Linked DNA regions of Mus musculus: regions 2, 3, 4, 5 and 6 are each linked to region 1. A link is a contact called in public HiChIP or PLAC-seq and promoter capture Hi-C data. All regions are on one chromosome and are shown on one strand. Each heading gives the region's core, a stretch centred on a gene start, on an enhancer-like site or on the middle of the called end of the contact. The rest is flanking DNA. Distances are from core to core; before and after follow the strand shown.

What was found. Promoter capture Hi-C pulls out the DNA fragments that hold promoters and counts their contacts. HiChIP or PLAC-seq counts read pairs in DNA pulled down with a chosen protein or histone mark.
Region 2: an H3K27ac HiChIP or PLAC-seq map of thymic regulatory T cells shows a contact between it and region 1, with 5 times the contacts expected there. The contact joins the promoter of Selenoi here to the promoter of Cenpa in region 1. A contact is called at or near these places in 10 of 39 promoter capture datasets (the C10 cell line, the HPC-7 cell line, cranial neural crest and 6 more), 2 of 15 datasets of contacts at CTCF or cohesin (the NIH/3T3 cell line and large pre-B cells), 11 of 484 Hi-C or Micro-C datasets (CD4 T cells, CD8 T cells, the G1E-ER4 cell line and 7 more), 19 of 115 datasets of contacts at active chromatin or transcription factors (the 230-238 cell line, the SCID.adh cell line, SST interneurons and 12 more) and 3 of 9 other capture datasets (adipose tissue, liver and macrophages).
Region 3: a contact with region 1 is called in an H3K27ac HiChIP or PLAC-seq map of thymic regulatory T cells, with 2.9 times the contacts expected there. The contact joins the promoter of Tcf23 here to the promoter of Cenpa in region 1. A contact is called at or near these places in 6 of 39 promoter capture datasets (embryonic stem cells, erythroid cells, hippocampal neurons and 2 more), 1 of 484 Hi-C or Micro-C datasets (CD8 T cells), 10 of 115 datasets of contacts at active chromatin or transcription factors (the SCID.adh cell line, effector CD8 T cells, embryonic stem cells and 4 more) and 2 of 9 other capture datasets (adipose tissue and liver).
Region 4: a promoter capture Hi-C map of stem cell-derived epiblast-like cells shows a contact between it and region 1, with 5 times the contacts expected there. The contact joins the promoter of Adgrf3 here to the promoter of Cenpa in region 1. A contact is called at or near these places in 13 of 39 promoter capture datasets (the C10 cell line, the HPC-7 cell line, HPC-7-derived erythroid cells and 9 more), 14 of 115 datasets of contacts at active chromatin or transcription factors (the NIH/3T3 cell line, acute myeloid leukemia, cardiomyocytes and 5 more) and 3 of 9 other capture datasets (embryonic stem cells, macrophages and pancreatic islet).
Region 5: a contact with region 1 is called in a promoter capture Hi-C map of pre-B cells. The contact joins the promoter of Cgref1 here to the promoter of Cenpa in region 1. A contact is called at or near these places in 7 of 39 promoter capture datasets (cranial neural crest, erythroid cells, frontonasal cranial neural crest and 4 more), 5 of 115 datasets of contacts at active chromatin or transcription factors (effector CD8 T cells, embryonic stem cells, memory CD8 T cells and 1 more) and 2 of 9 other capture datasets (adipose tissue and liver).
Region 6: a contact with region 1 is called in an H3K4me3 HiChIP or PLAC-seq map of the 230-238 cell line, with 11 read pairs. The contact joins the enhancer-like site here to the promoter of Cenpa in region 1. A contact is called at or near these places in 14 of 39 promoter capture datasets (the 3T3-L1 cell line, 3T3-L1-derived adipocytes, the C10 cell line and 9 more) and 11 of 115 datasets of contacts at active chromatin or transcription factors (the 230-238 cell line, T-cell acute lymphoblastic leukemia, cardiomyocytes and 6 more).

Annotation. Positions count from the first base shown.
Region 1 is chr5:30,665,292-30,669,065 of GRCm38.p6, reverse strand. Cenpa (centromere protein A) reads right to left here and starts at 2,180. Exons shown (of 5, transcript NM_007681.3): 1 at 1,953-2,180. The coding sequence starts at 2,037.
Region 2 is chr5:30,230,313-30,234,079 of GRCm38.p6, reverse strand. It overlaps Selenoi (selenoprotein I), which reads right to left and starts at 1,499. Exons shown (of 10, transcript NM_027652.3): 1 at 1,265-1,499. The coding sequence starts at 1,321.
Region 3 is chr5:30,966,354-30,970,020 of GRCm38.p6, reverse strand. Tcf23 (transcription factor 23) reads right to left here and starts at 1,344. Exons shown (of 3, transcript NM_053085.2): 1 at 1,024-1,344. The coding sequence starts at 1,242.
Region 4 is chr5:30,202,876-30,207,097 of GRCm38.p6, reverse strand. It overlaps Adgrf3 (adhesion G protein-coupled receptor F3), which reads left to right and starts at 1,376. Exons shown (of 14, transcript NM_001014394.2): 1 at 1,376-1,482; 2 at 2,697-2,757; 3 at 3,471-3,611; 4 at 3,965-4,141. The coding sequence starts at 1,393.
Region 5 is chr5:30,943,286-30,946,979 of GRCm38.p6, reverse strand. Cgref1 (cell growth regulator with EF hand domain 1) reads left to right here and starts at 1,500. Exons shown (of 6, transcript NM_026770.1): 1 at 1,500-1,622. The coding sequence starts at 1,505.
Region 6 is chr5:30,399,157-30,402,839 of GRCm38.p6, reverse strand. It overlaps Otof (otoferlin), which reads left to right. Exons shown (of 47, transcript NM_001286421.1): 9 at 3,512-3,643. Among named protein-coding and RNA genes, the nearest start is that of Otof, 61 kb to the left of the region's middle. Within about 2 kb of position 1,454, at least 17 of the 459 cell types and tissues checked have an H3K27ac peak or open chromatin away from gene starts, as enhancers often do. A contact at or near this core is called in the 230-238 cell line and pre-B cells, where this site is marked.

The sequences.
Region 1 (3,774 bases), core at 931-3,430:
AAGCAGGACTTACACACTAAAGCTCTCTCCAGTCAGGCCCACAGGCCCTCACCTACAGTTCCAACACCTGGAATACAGAGACAGGGTGTCCTGAGCTCAGGGTTAGCCTGGGACACATGGATGTCACTGTCACACACCTAAAATGGTTTTATTTTATTCTATGTGTATGTGTATCTGTTTTGCCTATGTGCATGTCTGTGTGTGTGCAGTACCTGCAGAGGCCAGAAGGATCCCCTGGAAATGGAGTTACAGATGGCCGTGAGCTGTTATGTAGCAAGAACAACACAAAGTCCCTTACAGCACAAAAGGGAGATATGTCTAAGGGCCCACATAAAAGAAGGGTTGGTTGACTTGGGAAAGGAGGGGGCACCTAGCAAGGCCTGAGGCTGAATGGAGAGGAAGGAGGGGGGAATAAAAAGCACCAAATGGCTGGAAGAACAAGGTCAGCAGACAAGGGCAGTAGGAGAGCCAAGAAGTGGGCGCAGCTGATGTAAAACTTTTCCCTAAGATAAGAGTAATGGAAGGTTGCTTCTACACTGGAAGTCCACATCGAACATCAGCTCTGGTCGAGCGGTACAACCATGACCACATTATTCCCTTAGGGGCTCACCATACCTCAATGAGAAATAGAATGTGGTGGTGCATGCCTTTAATCCAAGCACCAGAGAAGCAGAAGCAGGCATGTAAATCTAATTCTAAGTCCTTCCTTACCCCCCTTTTTATTAACAAGCTGCTGGCATTAAGCTAGGTAGGTTCTGAGATATTCTTTTTTTTTTTTTTTGAGGCAGGGTTTCTCTGTATAGCTCTGGCTGTCCTGGAACTCACTTTGTAGACCAGGCTGGCCTCGAACTCAGAAATCCGCCTGCCTCTGCCTCCCGAGTGCTGGGATTAAAGGCGTGCGCCACCGCGCCCGGCGGTTCTGAGATATTCTAACCCGGCTAGGCTGCTGTTACCAGGCTATATGACCCATTATTTGCCATCTGATCTTGCCCTGGCTCTCTCTGGTCCATGTGGGTCCTCATGGCTGCTCTCTTATCCAGACCTCATGAGTAATCCTTCTTCACCCACATGGTCTCTCCATCTCTTCTTCTCACCTGGTCTCTTCAGGACCCTCTGATTGGGAACAGAAGTCCCACTCTTCTTTCTTCTGCCCAGCCAATTGGTTGATCAGCTCATTAACCAATCAGAGGTGATGGAAAACAGTTTTTACATCACATTGAGGCAGTGTCTGGATTGTAACCAGATCTCAGAAATAGTTCCTGAATACACACTGCATACAACCATCCCCAACACAGGCAGAGATCTGTGAGCTCTAGGCTAGCCTAGTCTACATAGCACGTTTCAGGTCAGCAAGCCAAGGCTACACACCGATACATACCGAGTTCCCGTCTTAAAAAAAAAAGGGTCGGGGAGAGGGTTGGGGATATAGTTCTGTAGTAGAACCCTTGCCTAACATACACGGAGTCCTGGGTTCCATCTCTAGTGCTGCAAATAAATAATAAAGAGTAGGAGTTAGAAAGCTGGTTCAGCTGTTAATAGCCCAGGCTGCTCTTCCAGGGGGGCCGAGTTCTCTTCCTAGCACTCTAAAAAAAAGGGCAGCTCACAACTGTAACTCCGGCCCCGGGGTTCCGACGCTCTCTTCTGGCCGTCGCCAGAGCACGAACACAAAATAAATGCAAAATACATGCAAAGTAAATAAATGCAAAAAAAGACCCCGTGTCCGTCAGAATGAGTTTGTCTTTGCTCCAACTCCTTGTCTTGTCTGCATTTCGTTTTTCTCCCTGCTGTAAACCGGTCAGGAACAAACAAGCAAACAAACAAACAAATAAACAAAAAAACCATTACCCCTACGCGAGGTTAGCGGCAAGCCGTGACCAGGAACCGTCCCTCTACAGGCCCGGCCCCACAGGATGACCGCACCGGCCTCGGAGGTGCAGGGCAGGCTCGCTTACCTACACTGGAGCTCTGTCGCGAGGGTCCAGGCGCCGGGCTGGAGGGTCTCCTCCTTGGGGTCTGCGGTTTGCGACGCGGGCCCATGGCTGGCCTCGAGGGGCCGGGTCCCGCCGCCTTCCCTAAGCCTTCTTGGTCCTGCTGCCGAAACCGAACGCGAGCAAGCCCAAGGTGCGCGTCAGGACCGCCAGAACTCGGTCGCCAGCAGTTCAAAAAATCACCCGCCCCTCCCACCGCATCTTTTAAATCCCAACTTTGTGACTCTCAGTGGCTGGTTCTGGAAAGCCAGCGTGGAGCGACATCCAGATAAACCAATGAGAATAAAGGTCTGAAGCCAATGGGTACTTGAAGACGGGAAGGAAGGCAGGATTTCCCCACCCTTTTCCTGTTGATCTCTTTTTCAGATGCCCTCTGGGCAGGACGGCTCAGTTCTTACGTGGGTGGTGGGTTTGTAGAGCTCACTTCCTCAAAAGTTTTATGCTTTTCTATCAAACGTTGAGGTGGCTTTAAAAATACGGAAACAGATGCCCAAGAATGTGACAGCTCCACACAGCACCCGTGACACTCCTGAAAGCAACCAGCAAATATGATTCAGAAGCCTGGTTAACTGCATGACCTTTTCAGAAGATAGGGTCGTGGGGACAGCCAGGACGGAGGAATCTGAGGACAAGGTCCAGGCAGGGCAGGCGCCAGCACTATTATTGGACCATGCTATCAAACACAATGACAGAATTGCCTGAGAAAAAAACCGGCTTTTCCTTTTCTCCCGGGAGTAATATGAATTCAGGTCATGGCTCCGTAATTAGAATAAAGAGAATTTCGTCATTTTGCTTTTTTGAGTTTTCTAAATGATCTATCATGAACGTGTACTCTAATCAGGAAAATACTTATATAATCAGTGGTTTCATAGAAGCCTGGTGGAACATTGGGGTGGGTGGTGTAAAATGGCACAGCTGCTATGGAAATGTGTCATGGTTCGAATCTGAAATGTCCTCCAAAAGTTTGGTGTCCTCTGTGCAGCAGTGTTCAGAGGTTGGGCCACAGGTGCTCTGACTTCATCTGTGTATTCCTTTAATCCCAGCACTTGGGAAGTAAAAGCAGGTTTGTTATAAGGACAGGGCCAGTAGACCTACATAGTGAGTTCCAGACTAGTCAGAGCTATGAGCAAGATTTTATCTTATTTATTTTATTTTATTTTTGTCTCAAATAAACAAAAGACCAACAACCAACTCGTTCAATCTCCAGTATTTTACCAACAGACATGAAATTTAAACATAGAATTACTATATGATCCAGAAGTCCATATATATATATATGAAGACATCAGGATCCTCAGCAACTGTTAATTAGTCAGATAATATCCGTGTATGAAGTCTGCTCTAGACAGATAGCCCTTTAGTAAACTAGAAGGAGAAAGCTAGATTGAGGACAGACTCTACGATTCATAAGAAACTGATGATACTACCTATATAACTGTAATGGTGTGTGGGTTAAGGCATAAGAGGAGGGTAGTGCTTATTAACGTACGTAGTTTTGCATATTTTGGCTTTTGAACCAATCGGACTGTTGTACTGCAAGTGGGGGTGGGGCACCGGAAGAACGCAGGGCAAAATCCGAAATGAAGATCCACAGCTTGTATCTTCCTTCACCAGGCCGGAAGGGGAAACAGTGGAAGTCTGGGCCAGATGCTGTGATTTGTGGTTTCTTCTTTGGGTACCTGGCTGTCACTGGTGTACTGCCAGGAGTCAGGAATGGGGGTCCAAGATTTTACCCCCCTCCAACATCTGGGCATGCCAGGTGGAGAGGTCGAGGCAGAGCCCAGGA
Region 2 (3,767 bases), core at 250-2,749, 430 kb after region 1:
CGAAGAAAATATTTTGGCTGCCAATCTTTGCAGTGCAGCACAGATAACCAAGAGGGTGATGCAAACACACACAGGAGGTATCTGGGTTAACAGCCTTCTGACCCAAGCCACTAAGAAAGCTCTGCAATTTCTTCCTTCCCAGTTACAGTTTTAAGGTAAGTCACCACCTTAATTCAGAATAGTATGGTCCAACACTGCTTCAAAGAAGAATATCCTAGGGCCTTCTAAAGCCCCTGGGTTTTTTTTTTTCTATTTCAGTTAAACAAAATGAAGATTTTTCCCCCCAAAATATTAATTCATTGCACAAATGTTTCCTGGATGACTACTACCCACAGGACTAGCCTCATCATTTGGACATTCTATTCGGCACACACTAATTTCATAAAGGAACAGATTGCCCTCAAGAAAGGCTTACCAAAGATGAAACACCAAACCTCATTATTTCACATTAAGACACCTGGATGGCCAGTAGTTCCCTGGGGGGACTACTAAATCTGTATTTTGCAACCCCAGAATGCTGGAACCACCAGCATTTCTTGGGGGTTCATGCCGTGCCAGACTCTTTTCAACCCTTTCCAATATACTAAGCACAAGAGAAACTCACACTTAGGCTAAAGAGCCTAAAAGAGAGGCTGAGTAGGGTTTCAACGACTCGTCCAAAGCCAAAAGAAGAAACTTGACTTTGGCATCGCGTTTCTATGTACTCCAAAGCCCGCGCGCTCTTTGCACTATACAGTTTCTTCTAGTGCACAACGTCTTAACCTGCAGTGCCAGCGCTACGAGCCTCAGTGAAAGCCCTTTTCCAGGGGTAGGGTGGAGTGCATCTGCATTAAGGCCTGAAAAAGTCACTTCCCTCCCTTAGCATCCGCTAAAAGACCATCCAGATCTCTGAAGTTGTAAGCACTGAGAGGCATGTGAGAAGCTCATTCAAACGACGACCAAAAGAAGGGAACAACACCCTCTCTGGGAAAGGCTGAAAACCCGCCGCAGTGACAATTAATAAGGAAAAGGAGAGAAAGGAATTTCTTCACCCCACTCTCTAAGGAAAAGGCAGTCTCCCGCGGGGTGCCAAGACCGGGCGGCCGGCCTAGGATGCTCCCAAGCTTCCCGACCGCGACCTCCCGCCCCCAGAATCCCCTTCAACAACGCCCGCCGGCGCGCCACGCGGCAGGCGCAAGGTGACACGGACCGCGCCGGCCCCTCGCCGGCCAGGGCGCGGCCCGGGCGCGGGGGAGATGGGCGACCGCCTGCTCGCCTTCTCTACCTTGTACTTGTCAAAGCCCGACAGCTGCTCTGGGCTCACGTATTCGTAGCCAGCCATGACGACCCGAAAACTGAACGCCCACTCCGCAGCGGCAGCGACACTGCGCGACAGGGCAATGAAACAGGAGCAGCACACGGCGTTGTGCAGAGCTAGGAAAGCCTGGGCTGGTAAAGAAGGTAGAGGCGCGCTCCGCCCACCGCGCACGCGTAGCGCACCCAGTGCGCAAGCGCAGCCCCGCGGCTCCCGCGGGTAGGGACACCGCCCCTTACACGGCCCGCCCCCAGCACCGCCTCAATCCAATCGGCACGGGATGGCCATCGCCAAGTCCCGCCCCTCCTACCGTCTTCGTCGCTTCATTTGCCAGAGTCAAAATAGGTGAACTGAAGTAAGAGGAGGAGTGAAAGGTCAACTTCCCAGCAGCCTTTGCTCTTGTCTCTGCTATAGGAACCCCGAGTGATTGTGTGGGATGCTCGCATAATCTTGTGGCCCGGGTGAGTGTGTACGGGGGCGTTCGAGGGGAAGGGCGGAGGCAGGTGTGTGCCACAGCGGGCTGTGAGCGCCTGGAGCTTCGGGATCCTGAAATGATGATGTCGGGCGAACGGGAAACATCGAGTAATCCAAAGGGACTTGAAAATCAGTCCCTTCTGATCCATGATGCTTGTGAACCTTGGACTGCCTCGTCAAATTCCACTGGTTCAGCCGGTGCGAATTCCAATTGCTTAAGTCTCCTCGATTCCCCCATAAAACCATTGATCTCTCAATCTCGACGGGGCCCTGTGTTTACAAGGAGTGATTTTACAACTAGGGCCCAGTGCATTGTAGAAAGAACACGTCACCAGTGGTTAATATGTGTCTAATAATAGGAAATGTTTAATAATTGCTACTTTTTATTGCGTGCCTTACGTGCAGAGAATTTTGCATACATCATCGCCAACCCATTAACTTTGAGATGAGAGGCATTTGCCCCATTTCCCTTAGCACACAGTCCGGAGTTGTGTATTCTCCAGTACCAGCAAGAAATTCAAATTACAATGCCTATCCAGAAGCACTTATTTGGTTGGAAATGGTTAGCCCAATTAGAAATATAGCCCTATTAGAAACAGATTATCAGTGAGTCTAATAGTTCCCTTGTTCCCTGGAATGAGGGCAATTAATTTGAAATCTCCACTTAAGTTCCTTGGAGTCATTCACTTAACAAATTGCTGTCAGGACCTAAGATATGCTAAGCACAGTTTCCGGCTTTTTTGAGACAGGATCCCATACCAGCTCCTAGCTAGCCTGGAACTCACTATTCAGCCCAGACTAACCTCAGATTCATGACAATATTATCAATATCAAGTGTGAGCCACCACACCCACCTCTAAAATGTACAGTTCTTAATGAGATGATGCATATAAAGTGTCCATTAAACCAACATAAAATCTTTGCTATGTAGTTTTTCTAGTCAATATAAATATGACAAAAAGAATCTTGTCATCAATTTTTTTTTAATATGAGCCTTGCACCATTCCATCTGAAATACAAACCATACTTAAAATACTTTAACTACTTGTGGAAAAACATTTAAAAGTGACAGGATAGGGCTGGAGAGATGGCTCAGCCGTTAAGAGTAATGACTGCTCTTCTGGAGATCCTGAGTTCAACTCCCAGAGGTGGCTCACACCCATCTGTAGCTCCAGTTCCAGCGAATCTGATGCCCTCCTGTGGCCTTCAAGGACACTGCATGCACAGGATGCAGGCAAACACACACCCATACGTGTAAAATAAAAAGTAATTTTTTAAAAACTTACACAACTGCAAACTAATAACAGTACATGAGCTACACATTTATTATCCACTTTACATCGGCTCACAACCCCCCTCCCTCCTCTCTTCCCAGTCCCACCCACCCTTACCAGTCCCTTCCCCATTACCACCCTACCAGAGCTGAGTGTGGCTGTGGACCCCTACAATCCCAGCTTTCTGGAGAGCTGAGGTGTAAGAAGAATCACTGTAGCCAATGTTGACTTAAACTCATGATCCTCCTGCCCCAAAGGCAATCTAGGAAATATTTTTTTAAAGAACAATTTTGAATGTTTTAAAGGACTCTTGTTACCTTTAATTATGTGTGTGAGTATGTGCACGTAAGTATAGGTGCCTGAGGAGACCGGGGCCATCTCGTGTCCCTGGAGCTGGAGTTAGAGGCGGTTGTGAGCTTCAGGACGTGGGTGCTCAGGAGGAACCCTGGTCCTCTCTGCATAGCAGTCAGCACTCTTAACTACTGAGCCATCTCTCCAGCCCCACAGCTTTAAATTTTGTGACAGCGAGTAGTTGCGGTTCACTGCCTCTCCTGTGTGGATGGTTGTTAAAACTTAGAATCAATTATAAATCCTGAGATCTTAAACAGAAATAATACAGAACTTTGTCTGGCCTTTGTCATCTTATACTTGTTATCTGAGGGATCTTCAACAATTCAATTTCACTTTGCCCCAGTTTTTTTTTTTAATTAATAACATGTATTTGT
Region 3 (3,667 bases), core at 95-2,594, 300 kb before region 1:
TCTTGTTATTGTTGCTGTTGTTGGAACAGAGTTTCCTGTAGCCCAGACTAGACCTGAAATCCATGTTTAGCCCAGGATGACCTTGAATTTGGGATCCAACTGCTTCCCCCTTCTAAGTGCTGCGATTGTAGGGACATACCACCATACCTGGTTGACCCTGATTTCCACGGGCCCATTAGTACCATGTCTTCTGCTGGAACTAATGGGCCTCACTGTGTCTAAGCCATGCCTCATAATACAAATGAAGGAGGCCTAGGCTGAGATCAGATGACTAGAAGGTGGCAACACTTGGCTCAGTTTCTTTCTATTATTGCATTATCGTCTATTCCACTCCCATGGGAGTGTGTATCCTGCTTATCAGGGTACCCTGGGTGTCACAGGAAGCATAGAGCCACGCCCTTGCTTAGTAGGGCTGACCCTTGACCTACCTAGATCCTAAGAGTAAGAGATTGCCATGGTAAAGAGGGAAGGACTCTGCACCAAGGATCAAACCCCACAGTCCTGAGCTACAGATTTAGCTAATTTAGAATGCTTGCCTATCATGTGAGAGGCCCAGGGGTTGATTCCCACCCATCACTGTATAAACTGATGTGGTAGCACATACTCTTAGCTCTTGGAATGTAGAGGCAGAAGATCAGAAGTTCCAAGTTCTAAGGTACAGGGAAAGTTTGAGGCCAGCCTGGGCTATGTGAGGCTCTAGCTCAAAAATATATACATATAAGTAAATAAACCAAAACCTCAGTTTAGGTGCCAGGCTGCCTGCCACTGGCGGCTGCTCAGGGACATCAGGCAATGCACACATCTCCTCTGGTCTGAGTTTCGTCAGTAGAAATCAGTTCTATCAACTCTCTGAGCTTTGCTATGATGAAGCTCTGAGCTGTCCTGCACCTCCAGCATGTTACCATGGGCCTGCTCGTGGGCAGATCCATCAACACTGATGGAGCCTCTTCCTTCAGAGGTGGCACATCACTGACTGCCCTCCAAACCCTGCCTTCCCCAGCTCCCTCCTATCAGAGTCCTTACCCTGCCATGAGCTGTTCCCCTAGCTCTGGTCCCTCGAGGGGCAGAGGTGGCTCTGCTCAGTCTGTGATTGCTCCAGCTAGTGTCCTCCCACAGGTCCTGCCTTGTCCTGTTGATGCGACTCCTCTTCCTGTCAGTGCCTAGAAGCCACCGTGCCTTGGCCTTATTATGACCATGCCCTTCTCCTGGCATTGCTGGTGCCTCTGTGGCCTCCTGTGACATGCCGCTATCATGAAGTATGAGGCTGTAGGCCCTAGAGCAGGGACACAGTACCCAAGGGAGCCTTGGGCTCAAGCTCGCCCTGACAGGGTGGCCATCCAGCCAGCAATGTCAGTGTCTGAAGGAGCTGGCGCCAACTCAGTCCTACTTCACTCCTTGCTCTGGGAAAACTGCCCACCCAGCACAGCCCCCGCAAAAAGCCTCCGCCTGCCTCCCATTCCGGCTGAGGGGTGGAGGCACTGCATGCTGGGAGTGGCCAAGCCCATGCTTAGAAGGCAGGAAGATGGGTTAGGAAGAGAGTGCCCTTCCACGCCATGACTGACCCTGACACCTGACAGAGTACGGGGTTCAAGTCCATAGTCTGGGGTTCTGAACCTCCACCCCTTTTGCCAGAGACTGTCCACAAGTATAGCCTTCCTTCCTTCCACTGAAGCACACACAGGGGCGCTACTCTCAACTCCTCAAACATGCTTCCCAATTTCAGCTTCTGTCTTTCCATGCTCTGGTGCCTTCCTCTCACACTTCCAGGAGCAGGATACCATCTTCAGGGCTCTGTGCTTCACTTACCTGGATGTTAACCCCGCCCTCCACCAGCCTGTATCCCTATTTGATTGGCAGGATCATAATCTGACTAGTATCCTAATAGCATGTTCCTAGCTCACTATATGTCCTGCATTGTGGTCTGCATATTATATGAGCATCTTACTTATTCTCCAGAGCAACCATAAAGAAAAGAGATCCTCTGTGTGTGTTTGTGTCTGTGTGTGCAAGTGTGTGGTTGGGTGTTTGGGTGTGTCTGTGTGTCTATGTCTGTGTGTGCATGTGTGTGTTTGGATGTGTATGTGTGTGTCTGTGTGCATGTGTGTGTTTGGATGTGTATGTGTGTGTGTATGTGTTTGTTTCTGTTTCTGTGTGTACATGTGTGTGTTTGGGTGTGGGTGTGATTCTATGTGTGCATGTGTGTGTTTGGATGTGTCTCTGTGTGTGTCTGTTTCTGTGTGTGTATGTGTATGTTTGAGTGTGTGTGTGTCTGTGTGTGCATGTGTGTGTTTGGGTGTGTGTGTGTTTCTGTGTGTGCATGTGTGTGTTTGGATGTGTCTGTGTGTGCATGTGTGTCTGTTTCTGTTTCTGTGTGTGCATGTGTGTGTTTGGATGTGTCTGTGTGTGCATGTGTGTCTGTTTCTGTTTCGGTGTGTGCATGTGTGTGTTTGGGTGTGGGTATACCTGTGTGGCAAGGAGGCAAAAGGTATTCAAGTGTCTTTCTTCAGGGTGCTGTCCACATCATTTTTTTAAAATTTAAAATATAATCACATCACTTCCCATAGACTTTTTTAGACAGTCTCTTGCTGAGAGCTGGGATTGCTGAAAAGCCTAGGCCAGTTGACCAGTAAAGCTCCAGGAAACCTTCTGAAAAACTACTTGTTTCACATGCAGGGAACTGCAACATAGGGAGATGAACTAACTTGACCATTGAGTTTTGTTTTGTCCTGTTTGTGATAACATTGTGCTGTATAGTCTTGTATGGACAGAAACTTGTTGCATAGCCCAGGCTGGCCTTGAACAAGCAGAAGTCCTTTAGCTTCAGCCTTCCAAGTGTTGAGCTTACAGTACAATGTCAAATCCAGCAAATAGGTTAGAGATGCCCGTAAGATGAGGGACAAGTTCTCTTAGCTTTCAGCACAATGTTCTCTGTCTCAGAAAGGCCTTCTTCCAGAAGCATTCATTCAGAGCCTTAGAGAGTTGAATCCGGCCAGGCCTGAGGCTAGATTTACATTACCACAAGGATACTTACTACAAGAGACCTGAGCACACGTGAACCTATCCTTTCTCTACAGGAACTCACCCATCAGGAAAGGAGAAAGTTGTCGCTCACTTTGCCAAGCCTGACAGAATCCGCTGACTTGAAGGACACTGTGTAGGGACAAAGATCTTTTTTCTTTTTTTTTTCTTTTCTTTTCTTTTTTTTTTCCTTCTTTTTTTTTTTTTTTTTGGTTTTTTGGTTTTTTGAGACAGGGTTTCTCTGTGTAGCCCTGGGTGTCCTGGAACTCACTCTGTAGACCAGGCTGGCCTCCAACTCAGAAATCTGCCTGCCTCTGCCTCCCGAGTGCTGGGATTAAAGGCGTGTGCCACTACGCCCAGCAGGGAGAAAGATCTTAAAGCCACACTGTGGCTGCATGGAAAGAGATTGTGTGCCTAAGTATGTTCTCAGAGTCAGCTGCCCTGACTGTCTCCAAAAGGCTCCTCTACTGTGAGTGCTCAGTCCTCAGGAGGGCTGCAGAGTCATAGCCATGTGAACCTGCAGCCTCTCAGATTTCTACCTCAGAGACATGTCCTCAGTGGAGGTGCTACCCAGTGAAAGCAGTGTCACAGGTCGCGGAGATGTCGCAATGTGACAATGTTTGCTTGGAGTGTGTGAGGCCCTGATAGT
Region 4 (4,222 bases), core at 127-2,626, 460 kb after region 1:
AGCCAAATACATTTCTATTTGTTACAAAACCCTGCCTGCCAGTTGTGGTGGCACACACCTTTAATCCCAGCACTGGGGAGGCAGAGGCAAATGGATCTCTGAGTTTGAGGCCAGTCCAATCTACACAGTGAGTTCTAGGACATTCAGGGCTACACAGAGAAACCTTGTCTTGTAAAACAAATCAAAACAAAAAATTACCCTGAAAGACCCTCGAGGGGAGACCCTCACTCAGACACTCAAGTCCCGGGACAGCCGCGTACCCAAGAAGACACTGAGACCATACATAAAATGTAGAAGGCAAGATTTAATAAGGCAGCAACATGAAAGCACACAGACCAGAGCTCTGGGGTCGAAATAAAGCAGCAACATGGAAGCACACAGAGCTCTGGGGTCGAAACTCATACACCTTAGCACAGGGTAGAGGAGTCTCGACGGTCAGCCAGAATTTTTCACAGGCTTATATAGTAAAACTCAAAGGGGGAGAACTGGGCAGGGAAAGTACAAGTTTACATCACTAGGGAGTTCTGCCAAGGGACAAGGGGTTCTGCCAAAGGATTCTACGTAACTAAGGAGTCATGTCCTATCAAGGAACCTACGTAACTAAGGAGTACCTGGTTCATTTTGAGGTTGTTCCAGGAGGCCTTTATCTCAAAAATGTTTTTGGAACAGTTTTTAGTTGGGAGGGTTCAAACTTTAGGGTGAGGAGTTTTGGGGTGAAAAGTTTAGGAGTGTTCTGGGAACAATCTCTAGATGGGAGGGGGTGGGCTCCGAGGTAAAAAATTCATGTTCTCACAAGAGGCCAGTAATTTTCTATTCTTCAACCCAGCCTGAGGTATTCTGACATACAAATACAGGGGACGGATTCAAGGTGTTTGATGGAACAAGAGCTGGCTTTCTTGTACCATGTGTGTTCCAGGGACCAGTTCAGGCTGTGGAGTTTGGCGGCAAGCTCCTTTACCCTCTGAGGCATCTTGCTGCCCCCTTTATAGTCTTTTCTAACCTTGGTTCAGTTTTGAAGGTCTAGCTTCCTGGAGGCATTCCAAAATGATCCAAGTTTCCTAGGCCCTGGGGACCATGCCTGAACCTGCCTCTGTGACCTGTTGTTTTTTGTGACGTGGTACCTGTGTCCCCTCCGCCTGCCCAGGAGAACCAAGGCACACTCCTCTCACAGAATCATGTGGGGGTCCAGGTGGCCCCAGTGACCTGGAAGCATATCTGCCCGAATCACAGGCTGTGACACTTGCTCTGTCAACTCACCTTGGCTCCCTCTGATCTTTCCTCCCTTCCTTCAGTAATAGCCCTGCCAGCTGGGGCGGGGGGTGGGGGGGGGTGGGGGGAGGAAATTTGCATCCTGGAACAGCCGGAGGGCTTTAGGGACTGCTGCGTTGAGCCATGTCCTCTCTAGCTCTCTCCCAGCTGCTCCTGGCCGTGACTCTTCCCCTGCTGGAGTTGGAGCCAACATTTGTCCCCACAGCCCAATCAGTAAGTACTGGGGTGAGTGAGGACCCTGGGGAGACCTGCAGAGGCCACAGTCAGAGCCACAGGTTGTGAGGAACCACAGGGTGTAGGATGAAAGGTGGAAGGAAGGGACCAGCTTGCCCCCAAGAAGGCAATCTTCCTGCCCAGGGTGAGGGGACACTTCCATAGCTTTACCTGAGTCCCCATGACACCCTACGACACCTGCTGCTCTTTTGGCTACCAACTTACAATGAAATGAGAAGAAAACCTTTGCAGATGTAGAAGCTTATTAGCATAGACGATGGGAAAGAGTCTGAGGAGAAGCGTGGAGCCTAGGCTTGCATTTTATTATCTATTTATCTACAGCTCCTAATCTACTGCAATCCCCAGATCTAAATATCCCTATCTGTAGCTTCCTCTGTGGCATGTCTTATCTATAGCCTATCCTTGCCTGCACCTGTTTGTTTGTTTGTGTTATATCCTCCTAGTTTTCATGTACTTCCTTGTTTTTATTTTCTGTGTGGATCTTCTGTGTTGCCCAGGCTGCTCTTGAACCCTTGCACTTAAGTAAGGGATACTCCTGCCCCATTATCTTAAGTAAGGGATACCCCTGCCCCATTATCTTAAGCACTGGGATTATTGTACAGGCTTGAACCACCATGTCTGGCTTCCTTCTGGTTTTATTATTTATATTTTGGGGTGATTGTTGTTAGTTAGTTTGTTTGTTTTTTAAATAAAGGTTCACTCTGTTGCCCAGGCTGTCCTTGTACTTGCTACAGTCTTCCTGCTTCAGTCTCCTGGGTGCTGAGATTGCAAGTGTGAGCTGCCATCTGGTTTTAGATGCATACACACATGGGATTTTGAGAGGAAAACATGGGTTAATTTGCAGGACCCTGACTCCTTGTTGGAGCTCTGGACCCAGCCATTTCAATTAGCCTAGAGGCCCAGGGACAGGTCAATTCAGGAAGGAGCTAAACAAAGCATGTTGACTTCCAGGGTGTGCCTGGTTCCTGGTTTCAGGTGAGGCTGCTGGCCCTGGCAGGGTCCCTGGAATTGTGCCCCTGTCCCCGTTTCTGAACATCCTTTTCTCCCTCCAGATACTTACATTTGACCTCTGGCCTAAAGAAGAACTTCTAAGAGACCAAGTCACACCAGAGTAGCCAGGCTGCCCCTGAGGGTACCCTGGCAGGAACTTGAGACCAGCCTCTCTCCTCAGAGTCTCCTCTATCTCTTTCCAGGAGCTCAGTCCATATGGAGGGAAATCTGGGCAGCAACTGAACCAGTACAGTGGAGAAGGGGGTGAGTGGAAGGACTGGGGGGCAGGGGTATCAAGAAAGGGGAAAGGAGCCGGGCTTGGTGGTGCACGCCTTTAATCCCAGCACTTGGGAGGCAGAAGCAGGCGGATTTCTGAGTTTGAGGCCAGCCTGGTCTATAAACTGAGCTCCAGGACAGCCAAGGCTATACAGAGAAACCCTGTCTCGAAAAAAACCAAAAAAAAAAAAAAAAACAAAACAAAAAAAAAAAACAACAAAGCCGGGCGTGGTGGTGCACGCCTTTAATCCCAGCACTCGGGAGGCAGAGGCAGGCGGATTTCTGAGTTTGAGGCCAGCCTGGTCTACAAAGTGAGCTCCAGGACAGCCAGGGCTATACAGAGAAACCCTGTCTCGAAAAAACAAAAAACAAAAAAAGGGGGTGGGGTGGGGAGGAAGAAACAGAAAGGGCCACAGTGAGGCTCTGGGGGTGGGGGTGGGGGTGGGGCTCTCCAGCTCTTTAGCTGTGAGGCCTAGAAAGACACATGCACTTTGCAATGACAACTTGGAACCATAGACCAGAGTGCTTCCCCAACGAGGATGGGAGTTGTTACCATCCTGCACCCTCTGTGTACCTAGGCAGGCTACAGGAGATGACATCTGCTTGTGTCCCCGGAAATGGCCACCTGAGTATGTTAAGGCCAAAGAGGACTAGCTTGGGGCCTCACTGCCTCTCCTCTGATGTCCCCTTTGCGTCTATAGAATCAGTGCTGGTCTCCAGCTATGTGCATCTGGAATTTTCAAGCACAGCCTGGCCACAGGAGCTCTCTAAAAACTTTACTCTTCCTACCGCCCTGGCAGTCCTTCCCCCGAAAACGCTTACTGGCCTTGGCCTTACAACAGGTAGTGGTTGCATGGGGCTCCCTGCAGATGGCACGCCGCTCCCCAATTCTCCAGCTAGACAGCTTGCCCAAGATGCAGTGGGCTCTCCTACTCCCTACTTCATTGCCCCTGGCCCATGACCTTCCTCATCCCCTTACCCAGCCACATCCTCCCTTCCTGTTCATGTCCCAATGTTCTGATAGGTAGTGAGGAACTTCACGAGGGTGTCCTTGCCAGGTACAGCCTGTTTTACTCAGTGCTGGCTGCAAAGGAAGTCCCCTTGGGTGGGCGGGTCTGACCTCCTGGGACTTCAAGATTAGTGCCATCCAGCCCTGAGACCTCATTTTCTCAGCCTGCCTACTTCTCTCGGTCAGAGTGTCGTGCTAACCACAGCGGAACCAGCCTCTGCACTTGCCACCCTGGCTACCAATGGAATGCCACACTTTGTTCCCTTTACCCACACTGCTGGGGCCGCAGGTCAGAAAGAGATTCCTGTATGTGTCGCAGCTTCCACGGTCCTGTTACTGGCTACTGCCAGTTGCTGCCACCTGGTAAGGAGGGTTAGAAACCAGCACACTAGTATCCCCAAGTGAAAAGAAACGCTTTCTGGATTGTTGGAGATGTTTGCTTAG
Region 5 (3,694 bases), core at 251-2,750, 280 kb before region 1:
GGGCACTGAGCCAAGCCAGCCGTGCCCAAAAGTGCCTCGTCCCCCACAAACGAAGGCCAGTCTGAGGGGCTTGTGGCTGTGATGGCTGCTGACTGAAGGTCCCGAGGCATGAAAGTTTTATTTGAAGGGTTTTTTGTTTGTTTGTTTTTGTTTTTGTTTTGTTTTGTTTGTTTTTTTTGAGACAGGGTTTCTCTGTATAGCCCTGGCTGTCCTGGAACTCCCTCTGTAGACCAGGCTGGCCTCGAACTCAGAAATCCACCTGCCTCTGCCTCCCAAGTGCTGGGATTAAAGGCGTACGCCACCACGCCCAGCTTATTTGAAGGTTTTATTTATTTATTATTTATATGAGTACACCGTAGCTGTCTTCTGACACACCAGAAGAGGGCATCAGATCCCATTACAGGTGGTTGTGAGCCACCACATGGTTGCTGGGAATTGAACTCAGGACCTCTGGAAGAGCAGTCAGTGCTCTTAACCATTGACCCATCTCTCTAGCCCCCATGAAGTTATTTAAAAACAAAAAATCTAAGTCCATGGGCCAGTGGGCAAGGAGGTAGCCTAGAGCTCAGGCAGAGGGACTTACTACTGGGATAAAAGTAGGTGTGTGACACTCCGTCTTGATCATAAAGCCGTGGTCCTAGAGCTGCAGCATTTGCACTGGAAAACTTGTTCCTGTGGCTGTGGTCTCGTCTAGCACACAGCCCCATCACCTCTCCCTGCACACACGCCTCTCCCCGTACATGAAGCCTCCTCTTCTTACTGCTTATGCTCCCCGGGACCTGATCCCTTCCCTGGAATCTCAGCTCCATCAACTTGAGAGGACTTTGTTCCCATGTCGTGATACCTATAACCTGCTCGATACTGTCACATTCTTAGATAATCGGCCAGGTATGGGCCACACTGCTCTTTCCAGTTGAAGGCCACAATCACACATACTAACAGTAAGTCATTCTTTTTAGTCACTAACGAGTTTCTCAGATAAAGCCAGTGACACCCACACAGCATAATCAAAGGCACTTTTTAATGAGCACCAGCCTCACATCTGTCTAGTTTTAATTATTTCTGTCTCTCTCATACCACACCCCTGCCTCATCAATACATGTCTATGTGTCTAATACACACATGCACATCAGACTCACCATTCTGTGACTCTGTATACACAGAACCGACTCACTACTCTGTTTCTTGAATACATGCCTCATATAGATGTTTCACCAGCCGCCCACACTCACAAATCCTTCCCAGCCTGTCATACGCACATACATACTCAGCCACACCAGCTCGTCACACTCAAAATCACAAACCAGTCTGCCTCCATCTGAGTCACAGTGACACACACTGAGGACTCCATCCATCTTCTCTCAGATCCACATGGAACAAGGCCAGGTGGAGGCGCTGCGGGACAGGTCTGCCCAAGGAGGGGCGGTGGCCCTCCCGTGGCTGTCGCTCGCTCCGGACTCTGCCCGGGCCTGGGCGGCGGCTGCAGCCGGGAGGGCGACGTGGAATGGCCACGTGGAGCCGCCCGGGGGAGGGCCGGCTGCGGGCAGCCGGGCGAGAGCGGCGCGGTGCCTATAGAGTTCACGAAGCCGGAGCCCCAGTCGCGCACAGCGCCGCCGCAGCAGGTGGGTCAGACTCCGGCATGGGCCAGGGCTTAGTGGGCGGCGGGGGCACCGGGTACCTTGGGGGTAAGGGTGGAGACCTTCTACTGGCGGTTAGGATGCAGAGAGCACAGTCCTCCTCATCCCCTGAGGCTTGGACTGGGCTGTGGAGGTGGCCCTGGCCTCCTAGGACCGACCACTAGGGTCATCCCTGAGATGCAGATAGAGGAAAGGTGGAAAGCTTCCGAGGCCCCTGGGTTTGATGATAGGTCCAAGAGTCCTCCTGGCCGGCAGCGGTGTTCTAGTAGCTAGCCAGGGTTCCACCTCATTCAGTAGATGTAGATGATTGAAGGACACTGTCCGTCGTCATCCAGCTGTAGGTGGCTGGTCTCAGGCTAGCTCAGATGTGTGCCCCTTTGACTGTATAGCTGCGGTCATTTAAGCCTCCCCCTCCCTCGACCGGGACACTAAGGGCTAAATCAAGGGAGATGACTCGATTCAATAACTTTTCCACTTACTTAGAAATGGAATGGATGCCCTTCATGGTACCAGCTCCTGTCCTGAAAAGATTCAGGAGGGGCGTTATGGCTATTCGTCAGGGATGCTGGGAAAGAAATGTCTCTGAAATGAGAAGCCGTTTGACATAAGCCTCCAAAGACCCCTGCAACATCGTGAAGCATCTGCTGGCCCTAGATTAACCTAGATTATCTCACTGTACCATCCCTAAGACCCTAGGAAACCTCGTTATCTTAAAAATGAAGACCCTAGGGCCAAGGGAGGTTAAGACACCTGCCAAGACCACATAACAGTGCAGAGTCAGAGGCTGACCAATGGTCCAACCTCAAGGCCAAAGTCTCCTCCTGTGAGCTAGGGCAAAGGCTTAAAGAAATTGAAGGCAGAAGGTCATTGTGGAAGAGTGTGTGTGTGTGTGGTGTGTGTGTGTGTGTGTGTGTCTGACTCGAATAACTTCGCTGAGCTATATGACAACTGTTAACGAGCAGGTACAGAAGTTTTCAGGTATTTATTACGGTAGTTATGTTTATGCATGTTATAATTATGGAAAATGGCTAGGACCATTTTTATTTTATTAGCAGTTGTTCAATGGCCATGCTATTTCTGTTACAAAAGCTCTTACAAGTGCTTAACTTGATGTGAGTATGGGTAAGTCATATTACACACATCCCGTGGAAGTTTGGCTTAAACAATGGCAAGAAGCATCGAGAAAACTAAATTAGACTCCAAGTGCCCATGCAGTGCCTTTAATTTTTGAGGTAATTAATTAAATAAATAAAATTCAGACTGCAACTGAATGCTAAGGTTATCAGGAAGGTCCATCCTGAAGGTGAAACGGGTTTGGAAAAAAACAAACAAACAAACAAAAAAACAAAAAACAACAAAAACAAAAAAACAAAAAACAAACCCTGAGACTATTAAGTAAGAAAACCTAGTGAGCTGCCATTGGAAGCAGTGCTGGAGCACTGGAGGGTGAGACAGAGATGACACCATACCTGAACGCATGGGTGAGGACATGGGTGTGTGACGGTGAGAAAAACAAAGAGCCACCAAATGTCTTGGAGTTGCTGGGCGTGGTGGTGCATCCCTGTAATTCTAGTACTTGGGTCATGAGTTCAGGGTTATCCTCAGCTACATGATAAGTTGGAGGCCAGCCTGGGATACATGAGACCCTGTGAGATTTTTAATTAATTAATTAATTAATCCAATAATTAGTTGAGACAGGGTCTCTCTAGTCCTCAGTGTTCTGGAACTTGTTTTGTAGGCTAGGCTGGCCTGGAACTCAAGAGATCCACCTGTTTCTGCCATCCAAGTATTGGGAATAAAGGCATGTGTTTACTGTTTTTATTTTGAGTGTGTGTGTGTGTGTGTGTGTGTGTGTGTGTGTGTGTGTGGCCTGCATGTATGTCTGTGTATCACTTGTATACAGTGCCCTCAAAAGGACATAGGAGGACAGAAGAGGGCCTCCGGTCCTCTGGAACTGGAGTTACAGATGGAGGTTAGCTAACATATGGGTACTGGGAACTGAAACAATGAATAGATTTTGAGCCCCATTGTTTTTTTAAAAAAAGATTTTGAAGGAA
Region 6 (3,683 bases), core at 205-2,704, 270 kb after region 1:
TGAGTGGGCCTCCCTGTCCCTTCGTCCTTCTAGCTTCCCCTGACGTTCTGATGCACGCATGAAAAGAGGTTCCCCAAAGCAGGTCACAGGGCACCATTATTTGTGGGGTCCTTCAGGACATTTGAGTAGTTCCCCCCACCCCAGCCTTGTTCCTTGCTTTGGAAAAGACTCTTGGGAATTCTAGCCCTTGCCTCAGCAGGAGGGATGGTGAGTTAGCCAGAGGGGCCGCCTGGTCCCAAGGTCCTACCTGTGGCTCCCTTTGCTCTCTGGGTTTCCATCCTGGAAACACGGTGCATGAGATGGAAGTTTCTTTGCAAAATTTCCTGAAATTTTTAATTGACTTTGTAAATTGTTTTCTCAACATTTTGATGACTGGATGGCCCATCCCCTCCTGCCAAAAATAGAAGATGAGTGCATTCTAACGTTTAATTACAAGTGTCACACACATACACCCCTGAAGTAGCAGCTGGGGAAGCCATGGAAGTTTGCCTCCCTTCTACCCCAGTACCACGCTCCTCACCTCTATCTCACACTTCCAGGCTTCCCCTGGGACCACTGTCATCTAGCAAAGCGCATCCCCTCCGATGTTTGTTCTCCCATCTCTTCATTCCTTCCCGCCCTCCCTCTCCTCCTCAGTACACCTCCCACGGCTACTGTGAGCTCCTGGCTGGGTCACTGCAGCCAGCTATGCTCCGTTGCAGAAGATGAGAAGATGAACCCTGAACAGAGGAGGGGGCAAAAGATGGAATGTGTAATGCACACATAAAAACCAACCACCTTCTTGGCATGGGGAATTTACTCTCAGCTGGCACATCTGGCCAAAACAGAGGAGGGGGCAAAAGATGGAATGTGTAATGCACACATAAAAACCAACCACCTTCTTGGCATGGGGAATTTACTCTCAGCTGGCACATCTGGCCAAAACCACACGTGTCTGTTTCCCAGGCCTGAGTTATAGCAAACCTCTTCCTTTTGAGGGGGGGTGGGTGGGTGGGTGGGTGTTAAATGAATTTTTAAACCATTTGCATAAAAAGGTTTATGGATCTGGAGATATAGCTCAGTGGTAAGAGCACGGACTGCTTGCTCTTCCAGAAGACCCAGGTTCAATTCCTAGCACTTACATGGCAGCTCACAACTGTCTGTAACCCATTTCTCAGTGATCTGACACCCTCACACGACACACATGCAGGCAAAACACCGATGCACATAAAATAAAAATAAAATTGTTAAATTGTTAATAATTTGTTAAATTGTTAAATTTGATTGTTAAATTAATTTAAATTGTTTAAAAAGGTTTCTGGAAGTTAGAACTCTATGCACTACTGTGCAAAGAATATTCCAGAAGGACTCCTAGTGTCTCTTCACAGTAAACTTCTCGGCGCTAAGTTAATTAGCCCTGTTTCCTTTTTGGCTCCCTGAAGAAATGGTGACTATTGAGACTCTTTCAAGCGTGGATTCTAAGCATTCCCCGGCCCCCTTGGCCTCTCACATCCCAGAATAGAAGCGGCTGCACACAGAGTTCAAGTGTTCTTCTGCTCACGGCCCCTTCTGTGTTTCTGTGCCTTCTTGGCAGTGGTCTTATTGGTGTTAAGGTTTCTATTTTTCCTAGCATCGTTTCTGATGCGTGGATTTTTCTTGGTCTTCAAGCTATTTATAAGACCTTGAGGAACACAGTAGATGGTAATTTTAGTAAGGATTCTTTCTATCTAAAAGGAGAAAATAATTCTCCTGAGTAAAATCATATTTAGAAGTTGCACTGAAGCATAACAACTGAAGTGCCAGAGACCCAGATGAGTGGCACCACCAGCTGCCCTTACAGCCCAGTTAGCTAGCAGGAAGTGCTGACAGAGCCAGGAGGCTTTGGGTGGAAAATGCAAGTTCAAGCATCCTGTGGAGCAACCTGAAGCATCCACCAACCTTGCCTCCTCAAGAGATGGTCCCTAGGCGGGGTAGCTTCTGTCTAAGAGGCCACCTATGCGCTGTCTCTCATTTCATGGAGTTTTCACCTGTGATGTGCTTTCGGACCTGCACCATCTCGCTTAACCCTCACTGGACAGAGACTCAGCTTGGAGCTGGGGGTGTGCAGCTCACTGAACCCACGGGATCCTCCACATCCATTCCTGCACATCTGTCAGGCTGAGGCTCAGTTCCAAGACCAGCAACCCAAATCTGTACCTGCCTGTATTTTGCCATGGCCACCCTAATGGGGATTAAACCCTCCCCCAAATCCAAGGCAGGAGCTAAAGGCTTGAAATGGAGACTCAGGAAGAATAACAGTTGTCTCAAAATTCACACTCCTTCCTCCCCTTCCCCCTTCTCCCCTTCCTCTCCCCCCTCTCCTCCTCCCTTTCCTGTCTGTCTGTCTGTCTGTCTGTCTGTCTGTCTCTCATTCTCATTCTTATATTTTCAGTTTTATATATACATATAAATACATTTTACATATATGTGTCTTTATATACATCCTTTTGTTACACATATCTTTATATGTATGTGCATATAAAGATATAATGTATCGCTTGTGTATATTATAAGCTAAAATATGTATATACTAATTTTAAACCTATAAGCCAGTAATCATTTATCATAAGATCTTTGAGGAGCAGAGGGTTTATTCTGACATCTCCTGTGCCTGTCCACAGCAGGTGTCCCTAAATATTTATTGATAAGCTAGACAGCTGAAACAGGGCTTCCCAGGGTAGAAGCTAAAGGCTGCAGAATGTCACAGTAGAACTCACACAACATTCTCTATGCAGGCCAGAAGGTTAGACTCTGGCAACTCAAAGAAATTCAACAGAGGGAGAGGGGACTGGAACATGGGAAAGCGCCCAGCTTCCAGAAAGCCAAGGACATCTTAGAGGTTAGCAGCGTAAACAAGAAACCCTGGACAGGACCCAAAGCACGTTCAGGGAGATGGGAGCAGCTTGGCTTGTTTAAGAGGGTAGGGAACGGGTGAGGCAGGCTTCATGGTCCCTTAGCAGAGCCATGGCACTGAGGAGAACTTGGAACCCAAGAATCAACCAGAATTTTTAGGGGTACGTTGTCATCTTGTAAGTTCATGAAGAATCACTCAATCAAGTTTCAAAAAGAAATCATAACTTTTTAGGAATAGTTTACTACTGGCATTACAGCATCCATGGCTGAACGCGCTGCCTGTGGTAGGCTGGGCATGCCTGACCAGCCGGTTTAGGAAAACTGTTGCTGGACCTGTCTTTGGCAACTCTGGCAACTCAGATCAGGGGTCTGGCCTGAGCACCAGGATCTGGTAATGTTTCTCCCTTGGGTGATTTGGTAACACTGGCCTAGGGGTCACCAGCCTCTCACTTTTCTTGGTGCAGATATCCCAGGATCACCTAGGATATCAGAGGCCGTAGTCAACATGGAGCCTGGGGTCTCACTCCAAGCTGGACTGGGTCCTGCAGTTCCTAGCCCTGCTGCCTGCTGCCATGTTCCAGGAAGACTAGACTCTAGGATGGCTGCATTACTCGGTGTATCCCTTCTCTCCCTCCTGCAGGTCAGCATCACAGTGATTGAGGCTCGGCAGCTGGTGGGCTTGAACATGGACCCTGTGGTGTGTGTGGAGGTGGGTGATGACAAGAAATACACGTCAATGAAGGAGTCCACAAACTGCCCTTACTACAACGAGGTCAGTGCCCCCATGACTTAAGGTGGGAAAGGGGCGTCCT